Linked DNA regions of Sus scrofa: all the other regions are linked to region 1. A link is a contact called in public HiChIP or PLAC-seq data. All regions are on one chromosome and are shown on one strand. Each heading gives the region's core, a stretch centred on a gene start, on an enhancer-like site or on the middle of the called end of the contact. The rest is flanking DNA. Distances are from core to core; before and after follow the strand shown. Region 1 holds the start of WBP4 (WW domain-binding protein 4). Region 2 overlaps ELF1 (ETS-related transcription factor Elf-1). Region 3 overlaps ELF1 (ETS-related transcription factor Elf-1).

The links. HiChIP or PLAC-seq counts read pairs in DNA pulled down with a chosen protein or histone mark.
Region 2: a contact with region 1 is called in an H3K27ac HiChIP or PLAC-seq map of alveolar macrophages. The contact joins the enhancer-like site here to the promoter of WBP4 in region 1. A contact is called at or near these places in 1 of 5 promoter capture datasets (liver), 5 of 47 Hi-C or Micro-C datasets (epiblast stem cells, heart right ventricle, liver and 2 more) and 2 of 2 datasets of contacts at active chromatin or transcription factors (alveolar macrophages and skeletal muscle).
Region 3: an H3K27ac HiChIP or PLAC-seq map of alveolar macrophages shows a contact between it and region 1. The contact joins the enhancer-like site here to the promoter of WBP4 in region 1. A contact is called at or near these places in 2 of 5 promoter capture datasets (both in liver), 7 of 47 Hi-C or Micro-C datasets (blood, heart right ventricle, omental adipose tissue and 3 more) and 2 of 2 datasets of contacts at active chromatin or transcription factors (alveolar macrophages and skeletal muscle).

What each region holds. Positions count from the first base shown.
Region 1 is chr11:25,770,600-25,775,029 of Sscrofa11.1, forward strand. It overlaps WBP4 (WW domain-binding protein 4), which reads right to left and starts at 1,956. Exons shown (of 10, transcript XM_021065642.1): 1 at 1,724-1,956; 2 at 156-228. ELF1 (ETS-related transcription factor Elf-1) reads left to right here and starts at 1,491. Exons shown (of 9, transcript XM_021065635.1): 1 at 1,491-2,009. TRNAE-UUC (a tRNA gene) reads left to right here and starts at 2,040; the gene lies at 2,040-2,111.
Region 2 is chr11:25,877,198-25,881,627 of Sscrofa11.1, forward strand. All of the region lies in intron 5 of ELF1 (ETS-related transcription factor Elf-1), which reads left to right. Among named protein-coding and RNA genes, the nearest start is that of SUGT1, 26 kb to the right of the region's middle. Within about 2 kb of position 2,129, at least 1 of the 83 cell types and tissues checked has an H3K27ac peak or open chromatin away from gene starts, as enhancers often do. A contact at or near this core is called in alveolar macrophages, where this site is marked.
Region 3 is chr11:25,850,091-25,854,520 of Sscrofa11.1, forward strand. All of the region lies in intron 2 of ELF1 (ETS-related transcription factor Elf-1), which reads left to right. Among named protein-coding and RNA genes, the nearest start is that of SUGT1, 53 kb to the right of the region's middle. Within about 2 kb of position 1,846, at least 16 of the 83 cell types and tissues checked have an H3K27ac peak or open chromatin away from gene starts, as enhancers often do. A contact at or near this core is called in alveolar macrophages, omental adipose tissue and skeletal muscle, where this site is marked.

The sequences.
Region 1 (4,430 bases), core at 706-3,205:
ACTAAGAATGAAAAGACAATAGAAATTGCTCATGTTTTGAAAAGTCAAGAGCAATGTATATGAAAGTGTTTTGTAAGCTCTGAGTTTAAGTCAGAAAGAAAGACTTTATTATTATTAGAATCTCTAATAATAGAGGAATAGAGGAATTATCATACAGGCCTATTGTCTGCTATCCAGCACTTGCAGTAATCACAGAATTTCTTTGGTTGTGACTTCCAGTAGTCTGCCCTGGAAAAGAGAAAAATAAGTTTAAGTTCATTTAGAATTTAAAAAGATTTTTACATGACTTACATCTTAAAGAGGCCGAAATATAAGGCACTGCTACTGAATCTTGTCTTGTTACACACAGCACCCTGCTTCATTATTTAGCTGATTGAAAGCAATCAACTATAATTCTATTGCCAGTGGAGTAGAAAAAGTCTGCATCGGCTTTAAAAGTCTCCTAAACGAAACAGCTTAAACAAAATTTCTCATTTTTTACTGTCATCCGCGTGAAGAAATAAAGATCATCTTGGAGAAGATTACTTATCCCTTCGACTCCTTTCTGGAATTTTTGGAGGTTACGGCAATGGAGGCATGAAGAAACTCGTAAAGTTTGCTTTAAATCACGTTATTTCCACCCAAAGAACAAAGCAGAAGACGCCTCCAATGCGTGACTGTGATCCCTCTAAGACCATCAGTTAATACAATTTGAGCCTCAGGGGAAGAAAAAGAGAGTTGGAAAAGCCAAAGGATCTCTCAGCCGGTAAAACCAAAAACTAAAAAAAGTTAGAAGCTCACCAGGGCTGCCCGCTTCTAGTGATGGGAGGAGGCAGCGGTGGCCGCGGTCCAGCCCTATACTTTCACAATACCCCGGGGTTCCAGCTCGAGAGAAACGAAAAGGATGCTCGCGGCTTCCGACCCGCTAGGTGGAGGGAGCGCTCCGTAGCATCCCGGCGGCCGTCCAACCTCCAGAGGCCGCCAGCCTCCCTCCAGGGGTCCGTACTCCAGGCCCCCAGGGCGCTCCGCGGGGTAGCATCCCTACGCCGCACGGAGAACCGGCCCCGCCAGTCGGCCGCCGGTCCCGAGCGAGTTAAGAGAGCGTCCGTCACGCCCCCGGCCGCGGGCGGGGGGAGAGGGGGTGGTGGCGGAGGAAGAGACCCGGCGGGGAAAGGGCCTCCCGGAGAAACAAGACCTCCTTGTTTAGAGCCTGAGACCTGACTCACATGACTGGACCAGCCGCTCCGCGGGTCGCCCCCGGGTCCGATTAAGGCTCGCGTGCCCCACACAGGGAGAGTCCGAGCCCGGATCACCGCGAGGCCCACCGGAGCCTCCGAGCCCCGGACGCCTCCCTCCTTCCTCCGGACCAGTGCTCCCCGGTTCCCAACTACGGGTGCCCAGACGACTCAATCCGCGTTTGAAATCTCCTCCCCTTCCCCTCCTCCTCCAGGGGCGGTACTCCCGGCTCCGGAGAGGTGGGGTCGCTATAAAGGGGTTGAGGTCACCGAGAAGGGGCGAAAGCGCGACGGGACCTGAGCTGAAGGCCGGGAAGCTCGAGCCTCACGTCCCCGCGTCATCTCTCCTTTTTTTCTCTCTCTCTCCCCCTGGGATCCAGAACCTCCACCCTTCTTCTAGGCTCGCTGGCCCGTGGCCCAGGAGCTCGCGCGCCGCCTCCGCCCCGAACGCAAACAGCTGTTCCCAGAGACGTCGCCGCCCTCAACTTTGCCAACTAGTCCGCACGCACTTTGACCAGCGGAGCAGCCCGGACCTGTAGGCTGGGGGCTGTTGGCGGAGTTCAAAAAAGAGAGGTGAAACAGTTGGTTTCAGGACCGCGACTCGTGGAGCTTGGCCTCAAAACTTTCCCGAGGCGGCGGAGCGACCCCGCCCCGCCCCCGGGACGCCCGCGCGCTCGGGACGGGCGCGTTCCCTGGCTCGCGAGCGCGTGGGCAGCAAGCAACAGCGGCGGCGGCGGCGGCTCGGATGGTGGCGGGAGGTAGAGACGGAACAGAGGCAGCGTTTGCGCTTGTCAGGTGAGTCACCGCCGTGCTCTCAGCAGCACTTCCCATATGGTCTAGCGGTTAGGATTCCTGGTTTTCACCCAGGCGGCCCGGGTTCGACTCCCGGTATGGGAACGTTGCAACCACTTTTAGAAATGGGCCCTGGGGGTAACTTTTATTTTATTTCCAATGGCTCTGGCTCTTTTTCTCCCTTCTTTTGGTGGGTGATACGGTGGAAAACTCGCTTTAGTGTACTTGTTAGAGACGCCGTGATCTGGGCTGCGGCTTTGGGAGCCACGAGTGCTGCGCCGGCCGGGCTGGCGGAGCGACCACGCTCAGGGTCCCGGTGCTCCCGCTGGAGCCTGGCGGGGCTGAGCCGCGAGGAAGGAGTTTCACTTTCCCCGGGCCGCCCTCCAGCTCCTCCAGTCCCCGGGCCGTCCCTTTCCAAACGCTCGGGAGGTGATGATTAACTCCGGCCTCGCCTTATCTGCCCCCAGCGCCCCACCTCGGGCCCACACCCTCCTCCTCGGCCGCCCCCTTCTGACGGTCCCAAGCGACGCGGGGAGTGTTTGTCCCCAGCCTTCGGCCTCCGGGAGCCCTCGCCTGGCTCGCAAGTCCTCCTTATCTTGGCCGGGTGTTTACTAGAAACACCCCCGCCCCAAGGCAGCCCCCGGGCAGGGCTGGGGGGAGCCGAGGGCGGGCGGGGGATCTCCGATGCCCGCGGGCACCAATTTCGCCACCGCGCCGCTGCCCGCGGCCGCCCCATCGGCCGCGTGTCCACCCGGGGCTCCCGCGGCGCCGGAGCCCCGCCCCGAGGCCGGCCTGCGAGGTCCTCCCAACTGGACGTCGGGTCGCTGGCCGTGGTTCACAAAACTACCCCAGACTCCAGAGCCACAGACTTGAGTGCCTTGGCTTCGGAAGGCCTCTGGGGCAGGGCATCTGTCCCATTCTCCGCCCCCATCCCCCCAATCCCAACACACACACACACACACACACACACACACACACACACACAGTGGAAAAGAGAAATACCACTAGGATGAGTTGTCTTTAAAGAAACTTGTCTTTGCACAAAGGTCTAACGTTTTGAGTGCCGCCGATAGAGAATCCTGGGGTTGGAGGTGGGGCTTGGAAGAGAAAATTGGCTGGAGACGGGAGGGGATGTTACAACAAAGTTTCACTGTATTTTTAAATATAGAAGCCCTGTGTTTATTACAAAGAAGGGGCAGCTGTGTCAGCAGCATGTGAGCTGTACATGAGACAAAAGCGTTATCTTAAATGCGGGCTGACATTAGAAAAATGGGGTGAGCCCTAATGTTTAGTCTCTTGGGTCTCTGGGAGCAAATGAAGAAGGAAAAAGTGCGGCTTGTGGATGGGTTTCTGGTCAGGGCTGTTTTGAAGAGCACAAGGTTTCAATGTGCTTTCCCAAAGTTTTAACTGCACCGTGAGTTTTGAAATAATCTGTGAATGTGATCTGCATGATGAAGGATTAATTACTTATCCTTCATCATTCGAAGTAAACTTTCTGATGAAAACTGTTTTAGATCATCGTCATGAATTCAAATATTTGAACCTCCAGTCTGCACCGAGCACCATCAGAGACTTTTGAAAGTCATCCGATGTTCACGTTCTTCATGTTAGGAAGTTGTGGGTAGAATAATGAATCGGCATTATATTTTGGACCCTGCAATGATTAGCTTTATGACCTTGTGTAGATCTTTCACTTTCTCTGTGCTCTGGGTTTGGAGCCATAATTTCTTTCTTTCTTTCTTTCTTTCTTTCTTTCTTTCTTTCTTTCTTTCTTTCTTTCTTTCTTTCTTTTTTAGAGCTGTACATTCTTGATAATACATATCACTCTCAAACTTAAGAGTTGCAAGAATTGGTGAGCAATTTTTGTAGTAGTAATAAAAGTGGAAACGTTGCATGTAGCTAGAGGGGGATGGTGTCCTTGTTCAGAAACCCTTCACTGAAGCCTTAGGCCCAGATTTGGAAGGAAGAAAAGACCCCTCTGCTTAGGCTCCAGAGGGAGCTTCAATCTTGACCTTGCATCTTGTAATGGCTTGATACGGTACTGTACCAAATTGCTCTGAAATGGATATGATTTTCAACTGAGCACTTAGTATAATTGCAAAGAGCTTTACTGAACCCAAAGTCCTCATGGATGCTAGTCGGGTTGGTTACCACTGAGCCTCGATGGGAACTCCCAACATTATCTTTTTATTTATTTATTTATTTTTGGCTTTTTGTCATTTCTAGGGCCACCCTCGTGGCATATGGAGGTTCCCGGGCTAGGGGGTCTAAGCGGAGCTGTAGCCACCGGCCTACACCACAGCCACAGCAACGAGAGATCCGACCCGCATCTGCAACCTACACCACAGCTCATGGCAACGCTGGACCCTTAACCCACTGAGCAAGGCCAGGGATCGAACCCGCAACCTTATGATTCCCAGTCGG
Region 2 (4,430 bases), core at 879-3,378, 110 kb after region 1:
AGCTCTGATTAGACGCCTAGCCTTGGAACCTCCATATGTCTCCGGTGTGTCCCTAAAAAGCAAAAAAAACTTAAAAAAAAAATATTCTATACTTTTTAAACATTTGGATTATCTCATAGAAAAGGAATTTTCCAACTTTTTCTTTCTTTCTTTCTTTCTAGGGCTGCGCACATGGCATGTGGAAGTTCCCAGTCTAGGGGTCGAATTGGAGCTATAGCTGCTGGCCTACACCACAGCCACAGCAATACAGGATCTGAGCCGAGTCTGCACCCTACACCACTGCTCTCAGCAACACCAGATTCTTTAACCTACTGAGCAAGGCCAGGGATTGAACCCGCATCCTCATGGGTACCAGTTGGGTTTGTCGCCCCTGAGCCACAACGGGAACTCCAGATTTTCCAATTTTTAACGCTTCAATCTTTTATCGAAACCCTTTTATCCAAACTCAGAAAAATCTCAGCCCGTAAGGGTGGGTGAGTTTCCTTGCGCAGAACATAGTTTGAAAACCACTTGCATAGATTCCAATGTATGAGTCCAGCGGAAAGAATACAAGTTGGAAATCAACACGTAAGTAATTGAAATGAAAAATGGGAGAATGTGTTAGGGGGAATGTTTAAGTTTTGGCAAATTTAGGACCATACTTACATTCTGAAGTTTGACAATCTTTCCATTGCATTGCCTTTTGAGAAATTCCAGCTTCTTTAATATTTTGAGTTTAATATCGCCATTAGTGGCATCACCAGCCACAATGTAACCTAACTTCACATGAAAATAAGGGAAATTCCAAAAGCCAAAAACGAGCAAACAATGGCAACACCAAGAATGAGCGGTCACTGCAGCAGCTCTGAAGGGCTGAGAAGGACGTGTCAGTCTAGATGTCTAAGGGGCTTAGATTTATTGTAGAGGCAGATGCTGTAGTCTTGGTCCAGTGCAGCCTGGGGCTTTAGACAAAGACCTCAGCAAGTAACTAGGATCCTTGAAAGACTGTACCCTAAGGGGAAGAAAAGTCCACCCATTGGCACAGGCAGATGTTAAGGAAGCTTGTATGGCTCAGCTAGGTAGAAAATTTTTCCTTTGAGAATTCGTAATCCGAGGTTTGCCCTGATCTAGGTTTAATGATTAGATTTTTAAACTATAATGGACTGTAGGAATTTCCAGCCAAGTAATTAACCTAACAGTGGGTCCCGGCTGGCAGTAACTTTGGGCACCAAGTGAAGCCCTTCTAAAACTGCTTTGGCACATTTAAATCCCGGCTGCACAGGATTTCTTCAAATAAAACCCTGTTGAAAGTGACCTCATATGGCAGTGTCACAGAATACATAAGATACTTCTTGAAAGAGAAGTAGCAAACGTGGAAAATCCAAAGGTTAGTTTGCTAAGCATCTCAGATAATAAAACTGTCAAATAGAAACTTTCGATGAATATGATTTGTCATTATTCAAGCAAGAGAATAAAAAATATGGTCAAAGAGTGAAACTATTACAAAAAATACCAGATGAAACTTCATCTTCTAGTCAAGATGGAATAAAGAACATGACTTGGCAACAATTTTTTGGACACCAAAAGCACAGGCAACAAAAGCAAAAGTTGGAGTTCCCGTCATGGCACAGCAGAAACGAATCTGACTAGGAACCATGAAGTGGCGGGTTTGATCCCTGGCCTCGCTCAGTGGGTTAAGGATCCGGCGTTGCCATGAGCTGTAGTGTTGGTCACCGACAGGGCTCGGATCCTGTGTTGCTGTGGCTGTGGTGTAGGCCGGCAGCAACAGCTCTAGTTAGACCCCTAGTCTGGGAACTTCCATATGCCACGGGTGTGGCCCTAAGAGGACAAAAGCCAAAAAAAAAAAAAAAAAAAAAAAAAAGCAGAAGTCATCAAGCGGGGCTACATTAAACTAAAAGTCTTCGGCACAGCAAAGGAAACAGTCAACAACTTGAAAAGATGAATTACAGAATGGGAGAGAATGTTTGCAAACCATATATCTGATAAGAGGGTAATATCCAAATTATATAAGCAATGCATGTAATTCAATAGCAAAATAACAAAGTAAAAAATGGGCAGAGGACCTGAATAGACGTTTTTCTAAAGGAAAAGATGCTCAATACACTAATCATCAGGGAAGTACAAATCGAAACTACAGTAAGATTGGAGTTCCTGTTGTGGCTCAGCAGTATCGAACCTGACTAGTACCAAGGAGTATGCGGGTTCGATCCCTGGCCTCGCTCAGTGGGTTACAGATCTGATGTTGCCATGAGCTGTGGTGTAGGTCACGTCCACATCCGCAGCTCAGATTCCTCGTTGCTGTGGCTGTGGTGCAGGCTGTCAGCTGCAGCTCCTATTCGACCCCTCGCCTGGGAATTTCCATATGCTGTAGGTATGGCACCCCCCAAAAAAAGCTAAATAAGGTACCACTTCATACCAGTCAGAATGCCTAGAAAAAGTCATAGAAAAAGAAAAGAGAGTGTTGGCAAAGATGTGGAGAAAACGGAATCTTTCTGTCCTGTTGGTGGAAATTGAAATTGATACAGCCACTATAGGAAACAGAATGGAGGTTCCTCAAAAAGTTAAAACTGCAAATACTGTACAATTTGGCAATCCCACTTCTAGGTGTATATCCAATGGAAATGAACACAGAATATTAAAGAGATGGCTATACTCCCATATGCACTGTGGCCTTATTCACAGTAGCCAAGATTTGGAGACAACCACATCTCCATCCACAGATAAATGGGTCAAGAAGCTGTGATACATAAATACACAGATGGGAATATTATTCAGCTATGAGAGAAAGAGCTACCCTGACCTTTTTAGCAACACGGATGGACCCTGAGCACATTATGCTAAGTGAAATAAGCCCGAGAAACATCAATACCGTATGCCCTCCTTTATATATGAAATCTGCAATAGCCAAACGCATAGAAACAGACAGAAAAAGGGGGATTTCTGCGGAGTGCAGGAACTGAGGGTACAAACTTCCACTTATATGGAAATCAAAGTGGACAAACTTCCACTTATAAGATGAATGGGTACAAACTTCCACTTATAAGATGAATGGGTTCTGAGAACTGATAAACAAGCATGGTGACTGTGGAAGTTTCTAAGAGAATAAAGATTAAATGTTCTCCCCATAAAAAAGAAGTGATTGTCATGTGAAGTAATGGATGTGTTAACTCACCCTACTGTGGGAATCATTTTGCAATATGCAGGTGTATCAAATCATCAGGTACACCTTAAACTTACACAATATGTCAATTCTATATCCATAAAACTGGAGGGGAAGAAAAAAACAAACAAACCAGAACCTGGACTTATCCTGCTATTTGAAACAGCTAAAAAGACAAACTGTAAGACGAAATAATTCTAAAGAAAGAGTTCCCGTTGTGGCTCAGTGGATACGAATCTGACTGGCATCCATGAGGACACAGGTTCGATCCCTGGACTCACTCAGTGGATACGAACCTGACTAGCATCCATGAGGACAAGGTTCGATCCCTGGCCTCACTCAGTGGGTTAAGGATCCGGCACTTTTGGGACTGAAGGACGTGTTCATTATCTTGAAGGTTGTAATGGTTTGACGGTATCTACATGTGTCAGAATTGTTACCTTTAAACAAAGCCGTGGTGTAGGTCACAGATGTGGCTTGGATCTAGCGTGGCTGTGGCCGGCAGCTACAGCTCTTGATTCAGCCCCTGGCCTGGAAACCTCCATAGGCCATAAAGCAAAACAAAGCAAAACAGAACAAACAAACAAACAAAGACTTCTAAAGAAAGTGGATGTCAGCAAAAGCCAGTGATCCCTGGGAAACAGGAAACCAGTTAGGTAAGCCCTGTGGTTACCTCACCTCACTCCATGGAGAAAATGATCTTGGAAATCAATTTGGCGACTCCTTAAGAAACTTCATGAATACTGAACATATGACCCAGCCATTCTCCTCCTCAGTATTTACCCCGAAGAGGTGAAGCCATACATTTATTGGAAAAGCTTATGCATGAATGAGTGCTCTTCGCTTTATTTGCCATCGCTCCAAACTGGAAACCGCCGAGGGACGTCCATCGGCTGTCGACTGGATAAACAAATTTGTGGGGTATCCAATCCAATAAAAGGCCACCCAGCAATGACATGGAATGTAGCAGCAATACATAGAACAAAAGGGATGCATCGCCATGTAATTATGCTAAGAGAACGAAGCCAGACTCCCTCCTGCCGAAAAAGAAAAGTGTGGTTCTATTTATATAAAATTATACAAACTAAATGAATCTATAATGCCAGAAAGTATATGAGTGGCTGGCCGTCTGTGGACTGGGCACGGCAGGGTGGGGAAAGGTGAGATGTAAGGATTACGAAATGGCACAGAGCCCTTTCGGGATGGTGGTTTGATAGTTAAGGTATCTGCATATGTCAGAATCGCAAACTTTAAACAAAGCAGTTTATTG
Region 3 (4,430 bases), core at 596-3,095, 79 kb after region 1:
ACAACAAGAGCACAGCGTTGGGGCGTTAACTGGCATTAGCCATGTGACATGCTTAACAGAGTAACTGCTTTCATCATCACTATCGCAGTCATCATCATCACCACCACATTCAGGATACCACTTTTATTTTATTCTGTTTTATTATTTAGTAAGGGGCTTTTTTTAAAATGGCGACACCTGTGGCATATGAAAGTTCCCAGGCCAGGGATCAAATCTGAGCCACAGCTGCAACCTCCACTACGGCTGCAGCAAAGCTGATCCTTAACCCGCTGTGCCCAACAGTGACTCAAGCTGCTGCCGTCCGATTCTTAACCCACTGTGCCACAGTGGGACCTACGTAAGGAACTCTTTTTTTTTTTTTTTTTGTCTTTTTGCCTTTTCTAGGGTTGCTCCCGAAGCATATGGAGGTTCCCAGGCTAGGGGTCTAATGGAGCTGTAGCCACCAGTCTACACCACAGCCACGGCAACTCGGAATCCGAGCCGCGTCTGCGACCTACATACACCCCATCTCATGGCAACGCTGGATCCTTAACCCCCTGAGCGAGGCCAGGGATCGAACCCGCAACCTCATGGTTCCTAGTCAGTTCATTAACCCCTGAGCCGCGACGGGAACTCCAAGGAACTCTTAAAGATAGACTGGAGGATGCTTTTTACATAGCCCTGTAGTGGGTTTCTTTTTAATTGGATTAAGGAGGTACTTTGATGATGTTAATTACCAGAAATTTGAATCATTTTTCTCTTATACAAAACTATTGCCTGCCACATAATATTTATCTACATTGTGATATTTATAAAAGGTGCATAATCCTTAAAAACCTAGGAATTGGAAAAAAAGAGCTACTGGGAAGAAGGGGACTCATAGTAGCTTATATTTAAATGTCGTGCCCCGATGCTACTTTGGATGTTAACCTCTGTGCCAGGAAAACATTAGCTGCTCTTGTGTTGAGTAAAGTGTAAAAATAACACTGCGAACATTTTGCAGAGCCCTTTATAGTTTACAGACTATTCTCCACATACACTGTGATTCGCACAAATCACAGTGTAAGTATTCTTCTCATTTTCTGTGATAGACTTGTGTTTATTACCGGATAACTGGAACTATTTCAGAAACCTGTAATAGAGTCCCAGGGCAACCTCACAAGGGTATTATTCAAAATACTGTAGTTTATTCACCAAAAGATCTGGATTCCTACTGTGATTTAATAACGTTCTTTTAGAACATCAGTTAGTGGATAGTTTGCCTTACTTTTTGTTCATTTATTTCTTCATTACTTTTCTTGATAGCACTTGATTTGTTTGTATTTCTATTAAGAGATGATGCAGAACTGTGTAGCGTTTTTTTTTTTTGTTTTTTTTTTTAATCACTTGAGCTCATGCATTGAAGTATTGTTAAGTTTTTGGAATCAAAATGGTAGTAATCAGGGGAGTTCCTTTCGTGGCTCAGCAGCAACGAATCTGACTAGCATTCAAGAGGATGCAGGTTCTATCCCTGGCTTTGCTCAGGGGGTTAGGGGTGTGGTGTTGCCGTGAGCTGTGGTGTGGGTTGCAGATGTGGCTTGGATCTGGCGTTGCTCTGGCTGTGGTGTAGGCCGGTGGCTACAGCTCTGATTTGACCCCTAGGCCTGGGAACCTCCATATGCCTCGGGAGCAGCCCTTAAAAGCCCAAAAAAAAAAAAAAAAAAAAAGAAAGAAATGGTAGTAATCAATATTTGGTATTTTGTTTAAAATGGAAATGTACTAGTAACAGCGACACCAACAAAACCCTGAGGAGATTGCCAGGGAACAGTCTCCACATACCTAAGACTGGTAGGCCCAAGAGTTTCATGGGTGAGCTATTTTAAGCTTTAGTGAATCATTTAAACAGTTTCAGTTCAGAGAGAGAAGTTCCCTAATTCATTTTGACAGAGCCCGTATAACACTGATACCAAAAACTGGCAGAGTGCGTGCATGTGCACACGAACAGGAGGCTAATTTTAAGGTAGTTTTGTTTCTTTGGGGTTTTTTTTTTTTTTTTTGGCTGCACCTGCAGCATGTAGAAGTTCGGGGCCCAGAATGGAAGCCAAGCTGCCAGAGGGACCTGAGCCCTGGCAGTGACGATGCCGGATCCTTAACCCACTGTGCCACTCAAGCTCACGATAGATACTTTAACTATGTGAGGGGATATTTATTGTCTCTTAGCTTTGCCAAGTCCTGTAGGCATGTGCTTTTTCTCTTTTGATCCTCGCCATAAGCCCTGTACAGTGTGTGGCAGCTGTTTTCCTCCTTTTATGAAGAAGGAACGTCTTTGTAAAGAGGTATCTCGAGAGAGCTTGAATGATGAAAGGAGTATTGCCCAGAAACACAATGCAAAGTGACAGCACGTGCATTGGCATTGCGTCTTTGACTTGAGAAAGTCCAAATTCCATAACCATTCTGTGAGGGGAGAGGATAAGAGAGAAAAGGAACCTTGACGGAGAAAGAGGATCTGAAAGACTAAAAGAATATTAAGTAGCCTTTTATAGGAATTGCAGTTGTGATAATGGGGATTTTCACTTACTCCCACATACATGTCCATATTAAAAATTTAAGGAGTTCCCATCGTGGCTCAATGGTTAAGGATCCAACTAGGAACCACGAGGTTGCGGTTCGATCCCTGGCCTCGCTCAGTGGGTTGAGGATCCGGCGTTGCCATGAGCTGTGGTGTGGGTTGCAGACATGGCTCGGATCCTGAGTTGCTGTGGCTGTGGTGTAGGCCGGTGGCTGCAGCTCCGATTGGACCCCTGGCCTGGGAACCTCCATATGCCGCAGGTGCGGCCCTAGAAAAGACAAAAAGACAAAATAATAATAATAATACAATAAAAAACTGGATTCATATACTACATTTTCTTTCAGTCACAAAAGTATGTTCCTAAGTTAGACCAGTGTGTTGGGCGGTGTGTCTGCAGCTCTCTAAGACTTCTCTGCCGGATTGCGAAAACGGCTTTTCACTTTCTTTTAAAATAGAGATTTGGAAAAAAAAAAAAAAAAATAGAGATTGGAAGGGATAAGCCCCGTAAAGAGCTTGAGTGAGTCTACAGAGATATCCTCATTTGCAGATAAAGAAGCTGTTTTAAGGACAGATTTGCAAAGTATGCCGAGAATCTGGCTGTGAGGAATCCTCCACAGAAACTTAATGCGGAGACCCAGAGACCTATTGCACAATCCTGGCTTTTTTTTTTTTTTTTTTTTTTATGTAATCCGTCAATTCCTGAAATCATTTTAAATGTACTTTGGAAACTGGTAACAGTGGTAGCTCCTGGGGATGGGGAACTGTGTAGGGAGAGGAGGATTATGTTTTATGCTCTTAGAATACAGATATGTTCATATCTTCATCTAGTCCCCCAAATTAATTTTTTAAAACTGTACCACGGAAAATTGTTTCAAGGATTTTAATTGACTCATTTTGTTCACCCGTCACTCTGATTTGGGGGCGTGTTTGGCCATCTAGATGTGCCATGTGTAGAGATGATGTTTCATTTTTCTCATGGTCTATACGAGGGAATGAGGGAACACCCTCCTGGTACTCAAGCTGGTCCCAGGCTCCTCCCCCGAACTGCTCTGCTTTCACCTCTGCCAGAGAGCACTGCTCAGAGCTGAGAACTCGAAAATAGTGAGTTGAAGGCATTTTCAAGTTCTGTTTCTCCCATCATATGGACTTCTGCTTTTGAAGCTTTTTAGTGAAGTATAGCATAAACACAAAGACTCACTAATCATAAGTGTACAGTTTGGTAAATTGTCACAAAGTGAACACACACACATGTGTGTATGTGTGTATGTATATATATATCCAGCTTTTGCTTCTTTTTTTTTTTTTTTTTTTTTTGCCTTTTTAGGGCCACACCCTCGGCCTATGGAGGTTCCCAGGCTAGGGGTCTAATTGGAGCTGCTGCCGCCGGCCTACACCACAGCCACAGCAATACCAGATCTGAGCCGCATCTGTGACCTGCACCACAGCTCACGGCAATGCTGGATCCTTAACTCACTGAGCGAGGCCAGGGATCGAACCCACAACCTCATGGTTCCTAGTCAGATTCGTTAACCACTGTGCCACAGTGGAAACTCCCGGCCCCAGTTTTTTTTTTAAAGGAACTCCTCTTACTCAAAACAAAATTGGAAAACCATGCCTATCAATGTAAGGTGGTGGTAAGCCAAGTTTTTCCTCCTCCAGCTCTGTTGTGGTACAATTTACATAGAACTTGCTTACCATGTACAGTGTGATGATCTGACATGTGTATAAGTAGTAAGCCAAGTTTTAAATCAAATATTAAAAGACTTTGATCATCAAAAAAATGTTTTTATTGAATGCTTACTATATGCCATGCCATCTAAGTGGGGTATTTACATGTTATTGAATTTTTACAACTCTAGGAATTTTTTTTTTTCTTCTTATTTTAGGTGGACGCAAAAACTAA